Regions from separate parts of the Rattus norvegicus genome. Here region 1 is linked to region 2. The links are chromatin contacts, called in public Hi-C maps. All regions are on one chromosome and are shown on one strand. The core of a region is the stretch at or near the end of the contact, and the rest is flanking DNA. Distances in the headings are between cores, read along the strand shown.

Region 1 (6,200 bases), core at 395-2,894, 180 kb after region 2:
CATAAACACAGCCAGACTTCTGTAACTTCCTGTCTGATAAAGCTAAGACCATAGCATGGCAGTCACCTATCTTAGTTCTTCTCTAGAAAAAATGTATAATTTCCATTTGGTTTAAAATACTCAATATAGTCACATGTTAGTGAAATTATAATTATTTCTATAATCATGGAAAACATCTGAAAGACACATATCCAACTTGTAAACGTGTGCATGCACACATGTGTGCATGCATGCGTGCATGCGTGCATGCGTGCATGCATGGTGTGTTTAAGGTGCAGAGGAATACACCTGGCTTTTCTCTAAGTCATTTGTTATCTAGAGTTTGTAGTACTTTACAATGAGCACTTCTTTCAGAATTAGAACAATTTCAAAAGCAAATACGAATTATAATTATTAGGGATTGAACAGACTCATTGGTTAAAAGTGCTTGTTGCTCTTGTGAGGACCAGAGTTCAGTTCCTAGCACCTACATGGGGAAGCTCTCAGTATGTAATGTCAGCTCGCACGTGCGCGCGCACACATACACATACACACACACACACACACACACACACAGAGGGGGAGAGAGAGAGAGAGAGAGAGAGAGAGAGAGAGAGAGAGAGAGAGAGAGAGAGAATGTTTAAATAGTTAATTAAAAACACAAATTCAAAGAACATAGAACTATGTCTAAAAAAGATCTTGTCAATTTTTATCTGGAAAGGTTGAATAATATTTTTTAAATTAAACACTAGAAATAATTTAAATTTAATTTAAAATAAGAGTTTCACCAACATTCTCATATTTTTGACCCAAATCTATGATTACTCTTGCCTCAGGAAAGAATCCTAATTGTACACAAAAGTTACCCAGAAATGCTTACAAAATCCTTTTGTGAAATGTAAAAATTCCCCAGTATGCACAGAATCCTTCCCCAAATCACAGGCCAGTGATGGAACACTGTCATGAAACACTACAAAGTTTATTGGTAATTTGGGGCACACAGTTAAGGAAGCTAGGTGTGGTAAGAAAAAACTACAGAGTTGGCACTCCGTGGACTAAGGCACGAAGGCAGCCTGGGCTCCACATATAGACCTTGAAAAACAACCAACCAAACACATAGTTCGCCCAGGCATGGCATCGTATGTCTTTATTCCCAGAACCCAGGAAGTGTGAGGCAAGTAGACCAGTTTCAGGCCAGATAGGGCTATATAAGGAGAGCTTGTCTCAAACAAGCAAGCAAACAACAAAGAGCAACAATAATAACAAAACCCAACAACTGAAAGAAAGTACAGTGAAGGGAAGATGCACCTCTGCTACCCAGCATGCCTGCTGAAAGGGGGCAGTGCTTCCTGAGTGCTTGATTTGCTTTGTCACAATCTTCTCTGCAAAGCTTCTCCGGTAGGGACATCATCATATTGATTCCCAAAATAAATGTTGTTACAAAGTGTAAAGAAAACATTCACGGCTAAACATACAACAAAAGAAAATTGCACATGGTGTTGTGAGGGATTTGAAAACTTCAAAATCTGACAGTATTCACTGGGAACCACACATGATTCCCTAGCACCCTGTCTGGCACTCTGCCTTGGTCTCTGAAATGGAAACAAAGGAAATTAGGAGAGAGACTCAGAGAGAGTAAGCCTCTCTTCCAGGTAGAGCCTGCAATGCCAAACCAACATGGAGATGCTTACCCACCCAGTACTAGCTGTGTGCTCCTGCTCAGGCTACAGCTTACTTCTTACATGCACGCGGGGGGTGGGGGGGAGGATGAGTATCATATAGTCTGGAATGCAGGGAAGAGAGATAGAGGTGTGGACCACAAGGGATAAATGAAGCATCAGAAGTACAGTGCCAGGAGCCCCCATCCAGGGTAGCTCCCTGCAGGCCTGGGAGCTCCAGTGTGGCTCCTTGGTAACCAGCAGTTCTGTGCAGCAAACGTACTCTTCCTCAGTGCAGAGAATAAGTAGTGTTGAGTCACTAGGAAACCTAAAAATAGCACAGCAGCAATGACTTTTTATAGGGACTATCAAGTCTGTTCTCTACCTCTTAACAACAAATTAGTTTCAGCCCATCGCATTTCCAATTTCTCTCATAACTTTCCCTCTCCCTGGTACAGAGGAACACAAATGAACACACCTTATGCAGGCACACAGAAACACATAACAACAAGTAAACATGAATCTAGTCCACACTGTCTCAGACCTTATCCTGAGTATTCAACATAATTCTTTTATGTGTATACACGGAAGGGAGATGGAAAGGACACATGTGTGCACAGGAGGGAGATGGAAAGGACACATGTGTGCACAGGAGGGAGATGGAAAGGACACATGTGTGCACAGGAGGGAGATGGAAAGAACATGTGTGCACTGGAGAGAGATAGAAAGGACATGTGTGTGCACAGGAGGGAGATGGAAAGGACACATGCGTGCACAGGAGGGAGATGGAAAGGACATGCATGCACAGGAGGGAGATGGAAAGGACACATGTGTGCACAGGAGGGAGATGGAAAGAACATGTGTGCACTGGAAAGAGATGGAAAGGACACATGTGTGTACAGGAGGGAGATGGAAAGGACACATGTGTGTACAGGAGGGAGATGGAAAGGACACATGTGTGTACAGGAGGGAGATGGAAAGGACACATGTGTGTACAGGAGGGAGATGGAAAGGACACATGTGTGCACAGGAGAGAGATGGAAAGGACACATGTGTGTACAGGAGAGAGATGGAAAGGACACATGTGTGTACAGGAGGGAGATGGAAAGGACACATGTGTGTACAGGAGGGAGATGGAAAGGACACATGTGTGCACAGGAGAGAGATGGAAAGGACACATGTGTGTACAGGAGGGAGATGGAAAGGACACATGCGTGCCAGGAGGGAGATGGAAAGGACACATGTGTGCACAGGAGGGAGATGGAAAGGACACATGTGTGCACAGGAGGGAGATGGAAAGAACATGTGTGCACTGGAGAGAGATAGAAAGGACATGTGTGTGCACAGGAGGGAGATGGAAAGGACACATGCGTGCACAGGAGGGAGATGGAAAGGACATGCATGCACAGGAGGGAGATGGAAAGGACACATGTGTGCACAGGAGGGAGATGGAAAGAACATGTGTGCACTGGAAAGAGATGGAAAGGACACATGTGTGTACAGGAGAGAGATGGAAAGGACACATGTGTGTACAGGAGAGAGATGGAAAGGACACATGTGTGTACAGGAGGGAGATGGAAAGGACACATGTGTGTACAGGAGGGAGATGGAAAGGACACATGTGTGCACAGGAGAGAGATGGAAAGGACACATGTGTGTACAGGAGAGAGATGGAAAGGACACATGTGTGTACAGGAGGGAGATGGAAAGGACACATGTGTGTACAGGAGGGAGATGGAAAGGACACATGTGTGCACAGGAGAGAGATGGAAAGGACACATGTGTGTACAGGAGGGAGATGGAAAGGACACATGCGTGCCAGGAGGGAGATGGAAAGGACACATGTGTGCCAGGAGGGAGATGGAAAGAACGTGTGCACTGGAGAGAGATGGAAAGGACACATGCATGTGTACAGGAGGGAGACAGAAAGGACTTGTGTGAACAGGAGGGAGATGGAAGGGACATGTGTGTGCATAGGAGGCAGATGAAAATGATACTGACAACAGCTCACCATTTTTCTGTGAACTTGATAAAATTGTAGTGATTTTCGTTTTTCTAACATTTTCTACATTTTCCTAAACATGTCTACACAGTACCTATGACAAAAGCATTCTTTTCCTGAAAAGGTTGTTTAGCCATCCAGAAAGCTTTCATATTTCTAACCAATTCATACCAGATGTTCTCAGCCCTATGAACTCATGAAACTACTTTCTTTAAGGGCATTCTCCTCTCTCTAGTTCTACTCTGAATACCATAGCCCTTCTCAGTTCCCCTCTACCCCCTTCTCTCTTCAGTATTCATAGCTCATGGTCCAGACCAGTTCCCCGGCAGCAGTGCCCTTGCTGTCTGTTTCTGTATCAACTTTCTCCTCCCCGGTTCCTTTTCCTCTGCAAAGGCGGTGCTTACAACCCCGTGCACGTGGTGCTGGCCAACCTTCCTGGCTGAACATAGACTCTTGGTTCTGACAAGTCTTACTCAGGTTCCCTCACAAGATCATTCTCTGGAGACCAGCATGCTTTGAGGCTATGCCAGGCCTGGGAAGCCTCAGAAGCAAGTGTATCAGTGAGTAAGGAAAGGAACCCCAAACCCAGCGTGTGAGTCTAATGCAATGGCTGTAAGCAATTCTCTGTCCACCTCAGCTTTCTTTTTCAGATAACAAAACAAGGATCATATTAGCGTCTTTTGAGTAAATGTAAAGAACCAAGTATTCCTTTCCTTTGAATGTTCTTCTGGGTATTGCCAATGGATGGCCCTTCAGTAATTTCAATGTCCTCCAACACACTCTGTTTGGCCTGCTATAATAAACTAGTTCAAACCTTGTATCACAGGGGACAGAAATTTCTCTCAAACATGTATAGCCATCGAAAAGTCCAGCCTCAGGCTGACAGCAGATTCCTTGTGTTTGTGAGGGCTCAAGTATGGCACCATGAGCACTGTCCTCACAGCAAGGAAGGATAAGTGAGTTCCTGCTGAACTCTCTCACAGGAGCACTGAGGGGCTCCACCATGCAGAATGTGTGCGTGGCAGGGGGTGGGGGCACACACTCAGACCAGTGCCTATTCTATAAGTGAATAACCCACTGCCTAGGCCTGCACATGGAAAGAGCAATGCCAATTGCTGCTATACGGGAGCTTCTACATCACGCAGTCATTGTCACCAACCCCAACATTTTGTACCTTTACTTTCACATTTATCCTTCCCTCTGCATCCCCAGGGTTCCTGTTCCCAGTCTTTACTAGTATTCTTCCCAGGCTTCCCTAAGTTCCTATCAAATTCTTTATACCCACACCACTGTGAAATACTTGGCTCTAGGCATAATAATTTAAAATTACTTCCTACTTTAAAAGTTACCAAACATCAAATGCTCCAGCAAACATTCTCCTATGACCTGGTTCAAAGAAGCAGAAACAGAAGGAAACTTTATATTCTTCCATTTTTCCCCTAGTTCATCACCTCTGCTCACCCAAAACCTTCTCACATCCATCTTCCCCTTTACTAGAAAACTTCATGGATGCCACTGACATGATATTTTTATTCCTTCAGGGAATGTCAAGGGTCTTGCCTAGGGTATTTATAGACTTTATAGATACAGTCTGTAAAGTCTTTGTGTGTGTGTGTGTGTGTGTGTGTGTGTGTGTGTGTGTGTGTGTGTGTACAGCTCCACTTTCTATGCATAGACAACAGTAAACAACTAACCTTTATTAAATGGAGAATCATTCACTGATCCACTAATACATTTGTTAATTTGGTCATTTAATGTACACTCACTGTGTCTATTCAATGAACTTCACTGCGTGTCAGGTAAACAAGGTTCTCTATCAGTGTGCGTCAGGGGGTGGTATTGGAGGGGTAAACAATACAAGGGGATGTGTGCTGAAATGGGAAGGGACTAAAGCTGGGGCAGCGTTCGCCACTCAACTCCGAAACACAGCAGCAGGGTTGAGAGGAGAAAGTGACATCAAGCAGAGGAAACAGCAGGTGTGGAGGACTTGAATGACAGTATGTTCATTAACTGAGTTCTAGGGAGGCCTAGTCTTTCCTTAACTCATCACTGTGACTTGATAATCCCTTCCTCAAAGTCTTAAGTATCAAATTTGCTAATAGATAAACTTAAATAAAAATATGGTTCTTATATTTAGAGCAGACTGAAAATCAACATAGCCACTCTACTCCATGATCTTAAGGCACCACACAGGTATGTGAGGGAAATGCGATTTCTCAGTGGTCCACACAGCTGGAATCCTTAAGGCGCTCCTACAGCCTTGGATACCTGGTACAGATTCTTCTCCATGCCCAGACAGCTAGAAGTTACTTTTCTCCAAGGAGCTTCAGGGCATGCAATGTTTCCTCAGACAAGAGAAAAGGGTGATCACTGAGCTTTCTTCTCTGGGTCTTCACCTGGTTGTTCTAGCAGACCTGCTCTCAAATGCACTCTCTCTGGTGATCTGTTGGCTGAACAGCCATACTGATTCACATGCAGTAACCCTGCTCCTTTCCCTAGCTCAGGAATAAGAGAGGAGTCAACAGTCAGACAACTATGAGAAAACCTTTCCATGGAACCAA
Region 2 (6,640 bases), core at 385-2,884:
CCTCGCTGACCCTGTTTCTCCAATGAACATGGCAGAAGATCTGTTCAATCCAGTGCCCTCTCCCAAGTCTCAGACAAGCAGAGCCTTCCTGGTTCCTTTGTATCTTTGTCAGTCTATCACAGATTTCCATTTTGGACCCAGCAATTTTTAATTTTTACCTCCATGTAAAGAGTCACAACACTCTTCAAGCAAAAGGACATTTTTAAAGGTTCTAATCAATGCATTCCCATGTACCACTATTGCAAATGATTTTCTTAATAAATGCATTGATAATGCTTTATCCATAAAAGATTCTAAAGGTGCTACAGCACTTTGCTGACATAGGATTGGAAATCACATTCTTATAAAAAGCAACAGTCACGAAGCATCAAACATCATAGAAACTCAAGTTCAGCCCTGCTCTCTGCATCCAAGCAGAAGACAACCCCTTCTCTCTCACATTTGCCAAGATCATAGCTCCTGTGGAATTCTGCATTTTGCCCAGGCTTCCTCCTGACATGTGTATTTTTAAGTTTGCGGCTAGGAGGTCTCCAAGGGCAGTGACATTTCCTCTCCCTGTGCTGATCGTCACTGCTCATTCACAGTACTCTTCTCCTGCCTGTCTGTGACTACTGAACATGGCAAATTTTAGTATCAGAAAATTAAATCCCAAGGAGCAGTGCAATAGCACAAAGCATTCCAGCTCTGGTACAGAGCCAGTGCTTAAGTGTAACTTTGCAAACCCCCTGGGTTTCCAAGGTTGGAGAGATGTAACATAGAGCCCTTTCACACATGCTTTCTGGCTGCTAAAATCTTCCTGACTGCATCTCAACTCATCTCTGAAATTGATTTGAAAAAGCACATTTCAGTTTGGACATTGGTTCCTGAAAAAGGGCAAGGACATGACCTAGCCTGGTTGCACATTTCTGGAATTGAGAACAGCAGTACATGGAGAAGAGGTGCTTCCTTCTATGGCCAGGGTTCTGAAGAGTGACAGATCATTCTAATAACATCTCTCTTCTCAATGCAAATGTCAGCTATACAACCTGGCAGCTTTAAGCCCTGTACCCATGCTGTGCCTTCCTTTTTATCACTCCACAGGGTTAATTCTTACTAATGTGGTTTTAAACACATTTTATTTGAAATGCATCAATACCCAGGCAGACAGGACACAACTCCACTCCTCACACTAATCCTAACTAGATTGCCAACATCCGAATATAATTTACAATCAACTACAAATCTGACTAGAATCAGACAAAGCAAGAAGCCTTTTGAAATAGTCTCCCATATCATGGGAACCTTTGCATGGTGCCTTCCATGTGTTCCTTCCAATTCGGCTTTCTCGGCAGACAATAGAACAAAGCTACATTCTATCTCAGCCTGCTAATACCAGTGCACAGATGTGTAAGACAAAGATTTACTCACCAAGCTTCCGTAAGTCCATCGTCTCCAACGACATATACTGCTTCTAAGCTGCTGCCACAAATATGACTTAGAGTCGTGCCCCAGCAGGACAGTGTGCTGGAAGACCAGATGGCTCCCCAGTAAGCTTGTTCAAGAAACAGGTTTCCAGTTGAGCCATGTGAACAGAGACCCGCTGCACACCTTCGAATGGAATACGCTCCAAGTCCAGAAGAATAAGCATGTAGCTTTGCTTATGTTTATGGAGCTGAAGCCCAGGGGTGCTCCGATTGGCAGGAGTTGTGGAAAGATCAGCCAATCAAAGGGAGCTTCCATTTCAGGGAAACTCCTGCTCATTTATTTAGCATCTTCAGAGATCACCGGCTTTTCTGGGAAGAGCTTTTCTCTGATCTGATAGTATCGCAGGGAAAGAGATTACTTGCAATTTAATTTCTCACAGTTGCTGTCAAGACACAAATAGCTCCCTCTCTTAGTTCTCGTTGATACCTCTACTTTCTCCTATGAAGGACTGCAGAAAGCGAGGGAAAGAAGAGGAACAAGGAGAGAGGGAGAGTTCACATTCATCAGCCTCCACCTTGGTAGGAAGGAGGGTGGGGGGAGTGCCAGGGCTCAATAATTACTGATTCTGTTGCCATGGAAACAGACTGGCTGCAGCGAGTTGGATTCGTGTAGAACATCTGCTGCCAGACCCATAATCAACTACAATCTCATCTCTGCCCCCCTCTACTTTTATTTGATTGTAATGCACACTTCCACCTTCTCTCCACTACAGTTTCTAGACAAAAATGCTACGTAAACGCTTGCTTTGTAAAATACAGCATGTGCTTAAGGGATGCTCACACACCCAGAAACACACAGAGATGGGGGAGAGGAGCATTCATCCTAGCAGAGGTCCCACGAGAGGATCCACACTCTGATTCCAACTAAGGATGCAGATGAACCTAAACAGCCTGCACTCCTAATTCAAATCCATAGAAACTTCTGACCTAGCAGATGGGTGGGTACCTTTAAATCATTACACAATAGCCCTGGAAAACCCCAAAGAAAAGTTTGCACTGGTGCCTCTCACAAAGCATTTTCTTGGTTTCTAGCAAGCCTTTACATATTGAAATGGCCAAATCAGGAGGATTTTGCAAACACAGAGTCTTTAGTTAAGCTCTTTCCTGCATTAGAATTTCATCAAAGCACCTCAGACATGAGAGAAATCCCTTAATTTTCTCAGCACATTTTCATCTCTCCCACCTCTTCCCCTCCTGCTTGCTTTAAATTCTCCTGGTTACATGCAGGGCATGATCAGAATTAATGTTGAACACTGTATGTGCTGCTGTCTGTCTCCTTAGCAGCAGGGGCCACCACTGAGCAACGAATGGCTGCATGAATGGCACTATCAGATTCCTTAGGAAGGGGAATCCAAGACATCAATCTCTCACATACATGCCTACATATAGAGAAAATGATAAACATGAAAAAAGCTAAGCTCTGACATACATGTTTACATATATAAAACATGACATCGTGAAAAAACAAGCTAAGGTCTAAGCGGATCTGCTGTCACTATCAGTGTCACCATCTCCTCAAGGCAAACTGTTCCATAAAGGTCTTTGCAAGTATGGTGTCTTTGTGGTAATTACACGAAGCATGCTTTTGACAGGGCTGAGATTGAGAAGGCTCATTGGCTCTGGCTCTGGCAGCAAGGTGACTTACATGCTTAGTACATCCTCTATTCCTAAAGAACAGCAGTTCTGACCTCCCTTTATTCTTAAAGTGAGTGACTAGGGGCTCAAATCCCACACCTTCCACTCGATGGTGTTGAGTTCTACCCTGTGATCACATTAGATTTGCTCCTTGAAGACTATGGACCCTGATGTTCTACTTTGTCTCTTTATGTCACTGTGAACTCGGGAAGGAATCCTCACTGAGAAGATCCACAACCTGCAATTTTCTCCACTGTTTTCAAATTTCTGGGCCTGTGGACAGTACAGCTTTTCTTGTAATCAGCCTTCCTGATTCTGATAGTCTAAGGCCACTGGCCCACTCTTACCCTCTCACCTTGTTGAAAATATCCAAGTATCCAGTTTGTTTTATGCAGAAACATGCCATTCCACGCAGATCCTCCATCAAACAAAATTCAGTATTTTTCAGCAGCTGTTTATTGTGTCAGGAATTTAGGCTAGTGACACAACTAAGTGACACAGAGCCTCTGCCCTCATCTCGCAGCCTTGAGTACAGCCAACTAACATAATAAAGTGTACCTGTGGGTGTGCAGGAAAGATCTGAGCTATATGTGCAGTGAGCACAGAAAGTGGGTCTGACCTATTGAGGTCAGGAAGCATATCTTAGAAGCAGTGCGATCTGAGCCAGTATACAGAGCACCAGAAAATCAAAGCTAATGAACTGATATAAGGAACACACCCACACAGGGCTTGTGCTGAAAGCTTGGCATCTAGGAAAGTTGGAGGAATGCACAGGAGACTAGATGCAGTAAGGGTGGGGAGGATGGTATGAGGTGAGGCAAATGGAGTCTTAGACACCAGGTGAAAGGTTGGGTTTTATTCTGTAAACATTAATAGTTATGGTACTCCATTAAATGATATCTTAGTCACCAAAGTATCAACTTTGTAGATTTCTCAGTTAAGTTCAATGTATTCCAACAGAATATCAATATGATTCAAATCTATTCCAGGATATTCTTAATTTGTTGGCTTGGTCAGATAAGCAGGACTAAGCTTAACAGTCACTCTGGGAAACGTCTTAAGTGTTTCACCTTGATTAACAAGGTGTAGTCCTTACTGAAAGCCTGAGAAATAGCACTATCCTTATTATGTAGATAGATGAACTGAGGTCTAAAACCATTAAATAATTTGACCACAGTTCCAAAAACATTAAGAGGTAGAGCTGTTATTTGAACTAAAGGACTCTGGTTTCAGTTTTTCCAGGTGTGCTTCATGTCAACCATCTGTATGAAAGTCCTTATTAAAATGCAGATTTGGGGTTTCACTGTCTCTTCTAAACCAGGTTCTCAAGAACTCTAGAGGATTCTTAGAAACTCAACTTGATGATTACTACAGACATGCTTGCACAGAGAAACTGATGAGCCTCAGATTAGTTTTCAGTGTATATTATGCAAAAGGGCATTATTTTTGAAAATTGATGTATGTGTCTCACTATTTCAGGCCATCTCCAAAGACCCACTCTTAAAAAAAAATAAGGTCAACTTTATCTTAGGGAGTGCAAACTCCTATCGCATCATAAGTCATAAAGTTAGCTGAGGTGAGTACCCAGCATCCTAGGGTGCTCAGGAGCTGCTCTGGTGAACAGGCTCATGAAGAAGCATGAGAGGCCTCTTTAGATTTCAGGGGGCCGTGGACAGTACAGCTTTTCTAGGGATCAGCTTTGCTGATTGCTCTACTCTAAGCACACTGACCTACTCTTAGCCTCCCACCTTGTTGAAAACATGCAAACATCCACTTTTAATGCAGAAACACATTAACCCTAAAGGTAGAGCAGTCAGTTACATCTTCACCCTAAAACTAAGTCAAAATGCAAAGTTAGGCAGCTACTATTTCTAAAAAGCTTCAGTTGCATTCACTTGCCCTTATTTGTGTATTCAATGCTAGCAAGGTGAGCATGCTTACAAACTTACCTACTCATGGATCTAGTTTAGAGAACAGTCAGTTTCACTGATATTTCCAAAGAGGCCCTTCCTAAGACACAGTCCCCTAGGGCACATCCATGACTCCCTTTGGAGTCCTGTCCTGTAGTACTGCTCCGTAGAGCACAGGTTGGCTGCTCTTTTAAGGCACTTTGCTCTTCATCTTCCTCACTAAGTTGTGGGATGAGAAGGGCACACACAAACTTTTAGAACTGCCGCTACACATCAGAATTAGAGTGCCTGGGTATCGTCATCAGTAGGAAGATGTCTCTTTCCACTGGAGCCACACACTGAGCCTGTGTTCTTTGCTCTACCAAAAGCATTGCCAGATCCCTAGTCCTGCATCTTCTCAGGCATTGATTCTAAGTCTGATTTCTTTCCCAACCATGACATATATACTGCATCAAATCTGACAATATTTTAATATTTTAATATTTTTGTAATGCTTTTAAACTTTACAAACTAAAAAAGTTCTGTTGGGAGACAAACTATTCTTTCTTTTTCCCTCAAAACTACTGCAATTGCTACAGAATGCTTTCTAAAGTAATATTCAAATCTACAAAAAGCCTGGTACATGTTACAATACACATTAAAAGATGAAAAATGATAATTCTTTCCATCACAAAGAAGTAACAGTAATAATAGTCAGCCCATCTGTTTTCAAACTCTCTGTCCCAAACATGTTGCTTCTCTTCCTTCAGTGTCTACTTCATCAAGACACATGTGAATCACTACAATGAATGTGACAGTGATGACCTCACAGTTCAAAATACAGCTCTGCTGCATGGCTCTTTCTTTGAGTGGCTAGTTCCTCTACACAGTCTTGAGGGAAAAGTTGAGCTCTAATGAAATTCCAAACAAATAGTGTACATTTCAATAAGTTCATTTTCACCCACATATTTGTCTTCTTAAGACACCCCATTTTACACGCATATACATTGCACACACGTATGCATGCATGCACACACACACACTTACTTCACTTCTAAAACAGAACCAAGCTGACTCCAGCCTAGGCTAAACCATGTTTATAAAGATATGTGGGCAGGATGTTAACTGCCCAAATAGTTATCACTGGCTTGGTTCACTTAGTTATCTCATTCCACAGACATGGGTAATACAGTTGGCCAGTCATGGTAACATGGTTGGGGTTGAGTAGTACAATCATCTTTGATTATATATTTTAAATACAGAACATACATGCACATTTTTAAGTAAACACATCAGAATAACTTTTTACCTCGAGGGAACAAGATTAGTAACTGCCCAGAGAATTATTCCACACATGGATAGCTACCTGGCTTTTCAATTACATGGAAAGACAATCATAAATAAAACATATACAACCTAATACTCTGTCACCATGTCTTTAGGTCCCAAGCTAGAAAGCTCTTTGTGACAGGGCTAGACATCTCTAGGTGCACAGAACTATCAGCACATACGTGTGCATGTTTTCCACAAGTTAGTATCATACTCTTCATTTACAAATGGAGACAGTGATGTTCAATATTCTTAAGTACCTTGATTTCATCCATTGTCTAATGATAGGGGACTGTCATGAAAAAGATTCAGAAATCTGTCTGA

Evidence for each region. A called contact is a pair of places that touch in the nucleus more often than the background predicts.
Region 1: a contact with region 2 is called in a Hi-C map of frontal cortex, with 3 times the contacts expected there. The contact joins two enhancer-like sites. A contact is called at or near these places in 9 of 12 Hi-C or Micro-C datasets (the A7r5 cell line, the Rat2 cell line, Schwann cells and 5 more) and 1 of 1 datasets of contacts at active chromatin or transcription factors (oligodendrocytes).

What each region holds. Positions count from the first base shown.
Region 1 is chr17:49,284,172-49,290,371 of GRCr8, forward strand. All of the region lies in intron 13 of Elmo1 (engulfment and cell motility 1), which reads right to left. Among named protein-coding and RNA genes, the nearest start is that of Elmo1, 230 kb to the right of the region's middle. Within about 2 kb of position 1,645, at least 15 of the 93 cell types and tissues checked have an H3K27ac peak or open chromatin away from gene starts, as enhancers often do.
Region 2 is chr17:49,107,952-49,114,591 of GRCr8, forward strand. All of the region lies in intron 16 of Elmo1 (engulfment and cell motility 1), which reads right to left. Among named protein-coding and RNA genes, the nearest start is that of Aoah, 370 kb to the left of the region's middle. Within about 2 kb of position 1,635, at least 34 of the 93 cell types and tissues checked have an H3K27ac peak or open chromatin away from gene starts, as enhancers often do.